3 separate regions of the Zea mays genome follow, and regions 1 and 2 are each linked to region 3. A link is a contact called in public Hi-C data. All regions are on one chromosome and are shown on one strand. The core of a region is the stretch at or near the end of the contact, and the rest is flanking DNA. Distances in the headings are between cores, read along the strand shown.

The links. A called contact is a pair of places that touch in the nucleus more often than the background predicts.
Region 1: a Hi-C map of tassel shows a contact between it and region 3, with 2.4 times the contacts expected there. The contact joins the promoter of LOC100383121 here to the promoter of LOC103630621 in region 3.
Region 2: a Hi-C map of tassel shows a contact between it and region 3, with 3 times the contacts expected there. The contact joins the promoter of LOC103630608 here to the promoter of LOC103630621 in region 3. A contact is called at or near these places in 5 of 25 Hi-C or Micro-C datasets (ear, leaf, leaf mesophyll and 1 more).

What each region holds. Positions count from the first base shown.
Region 1 is chr6:170,417,833-170,421,120 of Zm-B73-REFERENCE-NAM-5.0, forward strand. It overlaps LOC100383121, which reads left to right and starts at 1,720. Exons shown (of 7, transcript NM_001175787.1): 1 at 1,720-1,869; 2 at 1,972-1,998; 3 at 2,111-2,210; 4 at 2,946-3,092; 5 at 3,175-3,255. The coding sequence starts at 1,817.
Region 2 is chr6:170,395,716-170,399,371 of Zm-B73-REFERENCE-NAM-5.0, forward strand. It overlaps LOC103630608, which reads right to left and starts at 1,544. Exons shown (of 1, transcript XM_008651655.4): 1 at 351-1,544. The coding sequence starts at 1,027. The coding sequence ends at 602.
Region 3 is chr6:170,686,768-170,690,162 of Zm-B73-REFERENCE-NAM-5.0, forward strand. It overlaps LOC103630621 (GDSL esterase/lipase At4g18970), which reads right to left and starts at 1,689. Exons shown (of 4, transcript XM_008651668.4): 1 at 1,396-1,689; 2 at 1,108-1,232; 3 at 511-1,021; 4 at 1-434. The coding sequence starts at 1,639. The coding sequence ends at 325.

The DNA of each region.
Region 1 (3,288 bases), core at 470-2,969, 270 kb before region 3:
TCAACAAAGGAGCAAAGTGGCAACCGGAGGCCCTCTGGTCTGGGAGCACCGGACTGTCCGGTGTACACCGGACAGTGTCCGGTGCACCACCGGACAGTGTCCGGTGCACCAGAGGACTCCACCCCAAACTCGCCACCTTCGGGAATTTCCAGAGGCACTCGCGCTATAATTCACCGGACTGTCCGGTGTACACCGGACAGTGTCCGGTGCGCCAAGGGAGGTCGGCCTCAGGAACTCGCCAGCTTCGGGAGACTCCAACGGCTAGTCCGCTAAAATTCACCGGACTGTCCGATGTGCACCGGACTGTCCGGTGCGACTCCGGAGCAACGGCTATCTCCGCGCCAACGGATACCTGCTGCGCATTTAATGCGCGCTCTGCGCGCGCAGATGGCAGGCGCGCCCATTCCGGCACACCGGACAAGGAACAATAGCTGTCCGGTGTGCACCGGACACCCAGGCGGGCCCACAAGTCAGAAGCTCCAACGATCAGAATCCAACGGCAGTGATGACGTGGCAGGGGGCACCGGACTGTCCGGTGTACACCGGACTGTCCGGTGTGCCATCGAACAGACAGCCTCCCAACGGCCACATTTGGTGGTTGGGGCTATAAATACCCCAACCACCCCATCATTCATTGCATCCAAGTTTTCCACTTCCCAACTACTACAAGAGCTCTAGCATTCAATTCTAGACACACCAAAGAGATCAAATCCTCTCCAAACTCCACACAACGCCATAGTAATTAGAGAGAGTGATTTGCTTGTGTTCTTTCGAGCTCTTGCGCTTGGATTGCTTTCTTCTTTCTTGATCCTTTCTTTGCAATCAAACTCACTTGTAATTGAGGCAAGAGACACCAAGCTTGTGGTGGTCCTTGCGGGAACTTTGTGTTCCAAGTGATTGAGAAAAGAAAGCTCACTCGATCCGCGGATCGTTTGAGAGAGGGAAGGGTTGAAAGAGATCCGGCCTTTGTGGCCTCCTCAACGGGGAGTAGGTTTGCAAGAACCGAACCTCGGTAAAACAAATCTCCGTGTCTCACTTGCTTATTTGCTTGGGATTTGTTTTGAGCCCTCTCTTGCGGACTCGTTTCTTTAATACTAACGCTAACCCGGCTTGTAGTTGTGTTTATATTTGTAAATTTCAGTTTCGCCCTATTCACCCCCCCTCTAGGCGACTTTCACATAATGTTTTTTCTATTGTGGCTCGTGAGCTAAACCAGTTAGCTCGAGCTCGTAAACATGCCGAACTAGGCTGACTCTATAATTCGTTAGCTTAACGAGCTAAACTGACTCTATGACTCGTTAGATTAACGAGCCGAATCGAACCGAGCCAACTCTTTAGTTTAAGGCCCTGTTTGGCATAGCTTATTTTCAGCTTCTTCACAAATTTAAGCAGAAGTTCTGACAAACAGACAGCTTTTGCAGCAGCTTATTAATTCAGCTGCTTTTTAAAATAAACTAAAAACAGACAACAAGCAGAAGCTGTTTTTTACTAGCTTATCAGATAAGTTGTTTCTTTAATAAGCAGCAGCTGTGTCAAACAGCTCTGGGAAACCAGCTCGAATTCTGCCGATCCGAGCCTGTCTCGATATGCAGCCCTTACCTACAACGGATGCGAGTTGCTCATCTGTGGGCCGCGGTGTGGCCGCCACCTCATCACAGGCGCCCACCACTACCAGGCCACCCCAAAACGCAACGCATCGCGACGGCTCCCCAACCCCAACAAGTCTCTTGGCCAGGTCTCCCTCTCCCCGGCTCTCCGCCTTCCTCTTCCAGTCCCCGCGCGCGAGATCGCCGCCCCGTGTGGGCCCTAGATCCCGATGGCCTCGCGCCGCCGCACCCTGCTCAAGGTCATCATCCTCGGCGATAGTGGGTGCGCGCTTCAGATCCCCTCCTCCCTGGCCCCACTCCCGCTCCCCCCTTGCGAACGCTTTGCCTTTTTGTCTCTCGCTGATCTCTGTTTCCTGTGATCTAGGGTTGGGAAGACTTCCTTGATGAACCAGTATCCTGCGATTCGGATCGATTCTTGACAAGCTGACTTGATTTCGTTTCGTCGATTTTTTTATTTCTTCTGGTTGGTTGGCTTGTTTTCTTTGAGCTGTGATGTAATTCAGATATGTGAACAAGAAGTTCAGCAATCAGTACAAGGCTACGATCGGCGCGGATTTCCTCACCAAGGAGGTGCAGTTCGAGGACAGGCTCTTCACTCTGCAAGTAAGATTGGTTCCCCTATCCATATGCTGTGCCGTGCTCCGCGAGTAGTTCGGTTTCTTTACGTCAACTTAGTACTTTATTAATTAGTTTGCGAATTTATCAGCCATGATGCTTAAAAAGTATAAGAGAGGATGTTTGCCGTTAAACACTCGAATGCTTGCTTGTTAGGCCATAGCATCATGTTTGTTGCGGCCGACACAGTCTACCCAATATGCTGTTTTATTTAGGCAGTTCGCTTGCACTTGAAATATCGAGCTCCGGCACTAGCTCTTGTTGACAAAATGTCAGTTCATCAATTTTATTGCTTCATTAATTTACTGCATTAGCAAAACAATGCAGCGAAGTATTTCTGCTATAAAACGCTCCTCCTAAATTGTAAAAAGTGTACTCTTCACAACTTGTGGGCATGTACATTATTTTCATTAATAGTGAATCAGATGTTGGCATCGCGCTGCTGATTGTCATGATGTTGTTTAGATTAGCATAGGGCATTTGGGACAAGTGTGTCATTAACCCTTTTTTGTACTTGACCGAAATCTTGATCTTTGCTTAATTAACAGATGACTGTTCAGATAATTTCAAACCTTCTAGATATCTGTTATTTTTTTATGCTTCTTCATCTTGGTCGTCTCTATTGCGTACATAATAAATGTAGATTCAGAATAATATGATGTGAAGAGAAATGTCAAAGGTATTGTCCGCTGGTTTAGGGTATTTAACAACATATCTTTGTAGATATGGGACACTGCTGGCCAGGAAAGGTTTCAGAGTCTCGGCGTTGCATTCTACCGGGGAGCAGATTGTTGTGTCCTAGTCTATGATGTTAATTCTATGAAATCATTTGACAACCTGAATAACTGGCGAGAAGAGTTTCTAATTCAGGTGAAATATCTCCAATGGTTTATTAGTTCAGTCTCACAGCAATCCTGTCTTTTTATCTAACTTTGGATGTTTCCCTCTGCAGGCTAGCCCATCAGATCCTGATAATTTCCCTTTTGTTCTGTTGGGTAACAAAGTTGATGTAGATGGTGGCAACAGCCGCGTGGTAAACACCACTGCACGATTTGCTCTCAGAATA
Region 2 (3,656 bases), core at 294-2,793, 290 kb before region 3:
TGAAGCTTTGCTTTTTCGATCATCTCGCTAATGATGGCATCGGTATCATCGTGGCTTATACTATTGTGTTGGTTACCGCGTGATTTTCCTCAGGTGGTTGATCTGCGCCGCGTTGCTTTTTGCTCGCTTTCCTGTTAAACAATTCGTCCCCCACGGCCCACGCCCACCACCACCACACACACACACACTCCCATAAACACATTCTCCAACCAAATTGATTCTTATCTGACGCGTGATGGGTGCATGCAACATTGCGCTGATTTTTTTTTTTAAAAAAATAAAGAAATCGGATCAGCAGTTCATCGCGATTCACGAGAAGTCATGGACGCAAGCGAAATCGAGAGCGAGAGTGGGATGGAACGCACGCATCGAAGGAGTTTTGTTGCCGAGAACGAACTCTGCTTGAGACATGCATCCCCAATCATGCATCTGTACAACCAAGAAGCAACGCAACGGCACGGCACGGCACGGTGATGAAGCCATCATCCTCGACACCGGCGTCGCAACCACCGCCTCAAGAATCAAGACCAACAGCTACAGCTCAACTAACAAAAAAAAAAGATAAGCAAATTAAAGATCTACTATCTAATATAGCTAAAAGCTAGCTCTCTCCGGCGGACTGGTCGACCGGGCGCCGGCTCGATAGCGGCGCGACCCGCGACGGCGCGGGACAACCGGCGGCGGCTACGTCGCAGGGGTGGCAGCGGCCGTCGTCGAAGTTCTTGGCGTAGCTGTCTGCGTCGTACTTGAAGGTGGCCGCGGCGGGCGGCGCCCTGCTGCAGACGGTGCTGCAGATGCTCTTGCTCTCCCGCACCAGCCGCCGGAGCAGCCGCCTCCACGCGCGCCGCGCGCCGCGGCCGCCGGCGTCGTCCCCGCTTCCGCGGGCGAGCAGCTGGTAGCGGGCGGGGCTCCGGCGCACGCCCGCCGGCAGCGGCCACGCCGGGGAGGCCGCCATGCAGCCTGAGAAGTAGGACGACGACTGGGTCGTCGGCGTCGACGGCTCGCTGTCCTCGATGTCGAGCGGCATGGCTTGACAGGAGGGCACACAGGCACAGCGAGACAGGCGGCGGCTAAATATCCTACGCTGTGTCGTGTGTATTGGTGGCGGTCTCTTGATCTGATGGCTTCTCTCCCTCTTCGTTTTTTTCTTTTTATAAGTATAGGGAGGGGACGGTTACATGTAGATACCGAGCTAGATATCAGATAGATTATGACGGTAAAAGTCGGAAACCTATTTACGATAGATTATAGATGTGTTTCTGTTATCCGCTAGAATCTATCTGTATATATTCTTGATCGGATCTAATGTTACTCCCTCTGATCGATCACAAGTATAAACCCAATCTAGTTTGGTCGTTAGCGTATCCTCAGCGTTGCCTCGCTATCTCTCTGTATTTTTTTTTCCTGAACAGGAAGCAACCCCGGCCGTTTCTATTGAACCAAAACCAACGAAAATAAAGAGTTCGTAACCAACAAAAAAATAATATAAGCTACCAGCGTTTCGTCCTAGAGACAGCTAAAGACTACAGTTCCGACTCTTCATGTGGCTGCAACCCAAAACAAAGAGACTCTCCAACTACAAATGGTAATGTGTTTAGGACTTCTCTGCTCTACTATTTTTAGACTTGTCCTACCAACTTCACCGTAAAGTAGCTCTCCCATGAAATTTGTAGAGTTTTTAAACTGTTTAGCTTACATAATAACTCAACTTTAAAAATATCAGATACTTGTACCCTTCAAATTTGACCTCCACTCATATCAAATGTTCGCTGCATAGGAAGGATCACACAGTCACCGTGCTGCGAGAAGAAGGCGCACACAAACAAGACGCGTGGACCCAGCACGAAGAGGAGCGCCTGCACCAACCGTGGGAGAGGCCAAGAGGAGTAGGAGATTGCGGCGGCCAGGAGAGCGTCGGGGAAGAAGGCCTATGCAGGCAACGATATAGGCGACAGAAAAAAAGAATACAGAAAACGGTTTCGTTATTTCTCCATAACAAATAACATTGGTGGATAATTAACCCTGAATTCCACGTTTACATCTAAAAATATATTTTGTGGAGTAGCTATTTGGCTGCTCCACCAAAGCGGTGGAGTTGACCCCAATTCCACATTTTTTGGAGAGCAGAGTTGCTGAAGTTGAGACTGTTTGGCAAACAACACGTGAAGTAGAGTAGTTTCAAACACGTGGAGAGGAGTAGTTTTAAACACCCTCTTACATGTATCTGAGATGAACTCTCGACAGACCAACAGCTTCTGGCCACTCCAAACAGGAGTCAAACAAAATAACAAACACAGTCATAAGACCAATACCGCTTTCCCTCTCGCACTGTTTTTCGATCCGCCATTTCATCTTCCTGGTGATCTTCACCCTTCAGTTGATTGCCACACTAATCTAATTGTCTAAGACTCTTAAGCACGATTTAAAACTAATATGTCTGTCTCAGCGGTTAGCAAGACCACAAATATGCTCAAAATCTCAACAATGAGGGCACCAAGTTTGATTTAAGGAAGACATAATTCTTCACAAGTAGCAAGAGAAAGTATATTTTCGAGATGAATGGCTTTAATTATGGTGAACTTAGTCTTCTTGCTCGCTAATGTTCCAAGTTCGAGAATAACAAGATCAAGGACAATAAAATGACTCACGTGATAATAATAATAATAATAACAACAAGAATGACATGCCATATAAGGGCTAGTTTAGGAACCCCAATTTCTCAAGGGATTTCTATTTTCCCAAGGAAAATTAGTTCATTTTCCCATAGGAAAATAGAAATCCCTTGAGAAATTGAGGTTCCCAAACTAGCACTAAAAGAAGAAAGATTGCAAGAAAAAATAGTTCTACAAGAGTTTTCAAAACAAGGAAGAAGTAATATTTTGAAGAGGGGAGATAGGAATAAAATAAGATTTTTATAAAAAGGTTTCTAAAACAAAACGAAAAACATAGGTAGTACGATAAGGCTAGGGCAAGTAGATTATGTATATCGCCATGCAAAATATTGTTGAGCACTTGTTTTGTATGGTAGACTGCACTATTTAAAGAGTGAGATTTGAAACGAGAGATAGGGATGAGTAAGGTTCTATAGATAGGCAAATAGACAATGTCCCATGCCACAGTGGTCGCTGCGCGCCAAATGCCTGGCATTGAAAATGCTCGCTACACAAATTTGAATTACGTTGTCGCGGTTTTGTTGTGGCACACATTATTACGTTAATTAGGGATGAAATATATACTTATCCGAATATCAATATTTTATTATCTTTTTCTTTGATTGTAAATAAATACGATATAAAATCTGCTATGAAAATTCGTATTCTTGTTTTTAGCATCGAGCTTGTAAAGATTTATAAAAGATAGGTTTTAAATTTATCATATATTTTCTCAAATGATGATAGATATAAAATTTGGATACAAATTTGATATTTTTTCGTTTTTTTTTTGTAGGGAGCAACAAATAATATATAAAACAATTTATACAAAATCTTGTTCTTATTTGTAATAATGTTTTTGGTAATATAAAAAAAATATCAGCATCAGGTTTTATACATGTCTATTTTAAAATATTAATTTTATCCTAACTATTTGGATATTCACTTTTTGATCTTTAACCTTAAATCTATCACCAGGCAAACGTCAGCCATAGTTTGTCAAAT
Region 3 (3,395 bases), core at 439-2,938:
AAAATTAGATTACTAGTTCATTTTGATGCCATGGAGTGGTATGGAAATGCACTAGTTTACTAGTTTTTAACTTTTCAAAATTGGAGTGGCATATATTTCTAATTGATGGGACTAGTATTGGAATCTGGTCTGCCTTCTCGCCCGGTCGGCCCAGTAAGCCGCACGGCAGACAGCGGGCCAGCCGGCCCGACGCACTGCACTGCACTGCTCTGCCTCATCGAGAGCGCATCCGCAACCCCCAACAGTGAAAACCTGCAGAGCCTCAGGACGCACTCCACGCTTGTTGCCGGTGCAAAACAGCCTAGTGAATGCTGCATGCAACCTTCAGAAGAGGTACTCGTGGCGGTTGCCGCACGGCGTCTGGAACGGCAGGCACGTCACCTGCCCGTTGTTCCTGCCCACGCCGCAGCACCCCGCGTTGGTCACCTTCAGCCCTGAACAATCCATGCATCAGTATAATTATTAACCGACAGACGACTGCTGTGCCATCTTCTCTTCTAATTAACCCACCATGGGCTCCGGGTGACTTGATGATGTCCTCGAAGATGCCGTAGACGTTGACGTACGTGAAGTGCGCGCCGGGGAGGATCCTGTTGAAGCTGTCCACCAGGCCGACGAGCCTGCGGTTGAACATCCGGACGGCGCCGTTGATCTGCTCCAGCTCCACGCAGGCGACGCCGTCGGAGCTGCGCTGCGCCAGCTCGTTGGGGCTGCACCCGACCTGCCCCACGCCGACGAGCGCCACCTTGCGGGCGCCGTACCGGTACATCGCCCGCAGCGCGCCCGCGTACTGCTCGGCCAGCGCGTCCGCGTACCGCTCCGGCGTGTACCGGCTGCCCGTGCTGTACAGGGCCGGCATGAAGTAGTTGTTCAGGTAGTCGTTGCTGCCCATGCCCACCGTGAAGACGCACCGCCCCAGGTGCGCCGCCGCCGCGGCCTCGTCGTCGCCCAGGATGCTCACCACCTCCTGCACCGCCGCCTGGTAGTTCTGCACCTGCCCGCTGAAGCTGATCCGGGCGCCCTGTGTGCGTCGGTTTTCGTTCAGTCAGTCAGTCAGTTACCTACTCAGTTCGTATATGCATGCATGCATGCGTCTACACTACCTACCAGCTGCTGGCCCGTCTCCTCCCGGATCCCCGCGGCGGCGGAGGCGAAGTTGGCGCCGCGGAGGAGCTGCTGGCCGCTTGCTTCGGAGAACGGGGGCACCAAGTCGTCGAAGCCCAGGAGCTTAGCTGCACGCCACGGACACGAAGCAAACAATGCCACACTAGTGAACTGGACGTACTACGATGGCGTGAAAACTACTTGTAGCTATAGCTAGTATCCGTGCAGCAGGTTCGCTCGTCTTGGCCCTGGTCTTGTTGACCCGGCCGGCAGCCGGCAGCGGCAGCTTACCGATGACATCGACGGTGGTGAGGCCGTTGCTGAAGCGGCCGGTGGGCCCGCCGGCGAAGTCGATCCCGTAGGGCGGGTAGTTAGCCCGCGCCATCGACACGATGAAGTTGTTGTTGCCGTTGTCCACGAGCGAGTCCCCGAAGATGAAGTAGCAGGGCACCTGCGGCGCCGCCGCCGTCATCGCCGCCGCGCTGAGCACGGCCAAGGCCAAGGCCGCGGCAGTCACGACGGCCGTTCGATACATTTGGCTTTGCGATGAGATGATGAGAGCGGACGATGATTGATCGACTTGGGCGCATCACAGCAGGCTGCGCGCGCGGGGGTGACGCTGGTCTTATATCATCATCCGGAGTTCCGGACGACCGTGCCGTGCAGCCTGCTGCATGCATGGCATCAGTTACAAATATTGTTTTTTTTTTATCAATTAATTAATGACAACATATCTAGCGTAAAACGATTAGAGTATACTAGCACCAAATTTTTTTTAATCAGATTCGTCATCTGTAGCTGACTGGTGTAATCTCATCGTCTAGAGATGACACGCCTGATTCTGCGAAAAGTAGTTATTTAGAAGATAGTCTGAGAAAGGGGTTAGATTGCACTTCAACAGCCCACAATCTTTTATTTATTTCTACCTTTCAAAAAGAATTGTTTTCCCAGCGTCTGTGGATTTAATTGAACAGGGTGGAGACTAGTTGCAAGTCGTCCGGGCAGTGGGCCCGCATTCATTTCCGTGCGGCTAGGCCTGGGGTAGGGGGCGAAGCAGCGCGCACGGGCAACTGGAGCATTGGGCCGGCCTGGTCCAGCTTTTAGAAAGCGTATGTACACGGAAACAGGAGCTGGCTGGCTGTTGCTGAATTCTCACACTTGAATCATAGGCAGCGCCAGATCGACCCCACTTGACAAAAAAAAAATAACGAAGAAGTGAGCTGTTGTGCAAGTAGTGTGGTTATTATCGATACCGCACCGTAAACCCTACTGGCAAATTATGTCACGGTGTGGTGAGGGTGTGAGATGTATCAGTGATCGGAGATAGGACAGAGGGAAGTCTCCGAGTGGTTACGACTTTTGGAGCACGGCCCAGGTAGTACATTGCAGCAGTGTACTAGTGTAGTAGGTGTGCTGTGTGCAGGTGCGGCCCTTCTTTTCTTCCCCCGTCGAACTGAACTTCCGGCACTTTTACCACAGTCCACAGTAACGCAGGACCTGAGTGTTCTTGAAACCTGAAAGACTGCTGCTGGTGCTGGATCCAGGTTTCACTTTAACCACCGTCATTAACTCGCCGACATTTCGCCCGTGTGTGTGTGTGTGTGTGTGATCTACTAGCACCGAGGATCCGTCGCCTAGGCACAGTTTGAACGCGGGGCTTGGAAGGTTTTGGAAAAAAGGAGGCGTCGAAGCGTAGTGCCGGTAGGTACATACAGTACCGTCTTGCCACCCTGCCATGTTGCCCACTTGGCCTTGCCGAGAACCCGCGTACGCGTGGACAGTACACGACGCTGGATTCTCCCAGTCCCAGACACTCGCTCCACACCCTAGCCCGGAGTAGGCCGTAGCATAGCACCCCCTCGTCAGGCTCTGAGTCACAGCAGCGGGGATTCATCAATGCGCCGCCGTGGTAGGGATTTCTGCCTTTTGTTTCCACTGCACTGCACCGGAGTGATAAGGCCGGGAGGAGTACTGCTACCTTGACAGGGCTGAGTGTCCGAGCAACCGACGGCAACCGCAACTAGTCGATCGATCCGGGTCGGTTGACAGCCAATACGCCGTGTGGTGTGGGGTGTGGCTTCCCAACTCAGTACTCACGCTGTCACGCACACAGTACTGGTGGGTCCTGCGCTTGTGCTGCCAGAGTGCCGAGCGCTGCTGATTATTAGTAGTAGCTAATTGATGAGCCGACAGGTAAACCCTTGTTTGTGGCAGCAGCTAATTGATGAGCCGAGCCGTGTCATTTGCTGCTTCTGCTGTTGTTAACGTGTGTGCACACTGCCCAACTGCAA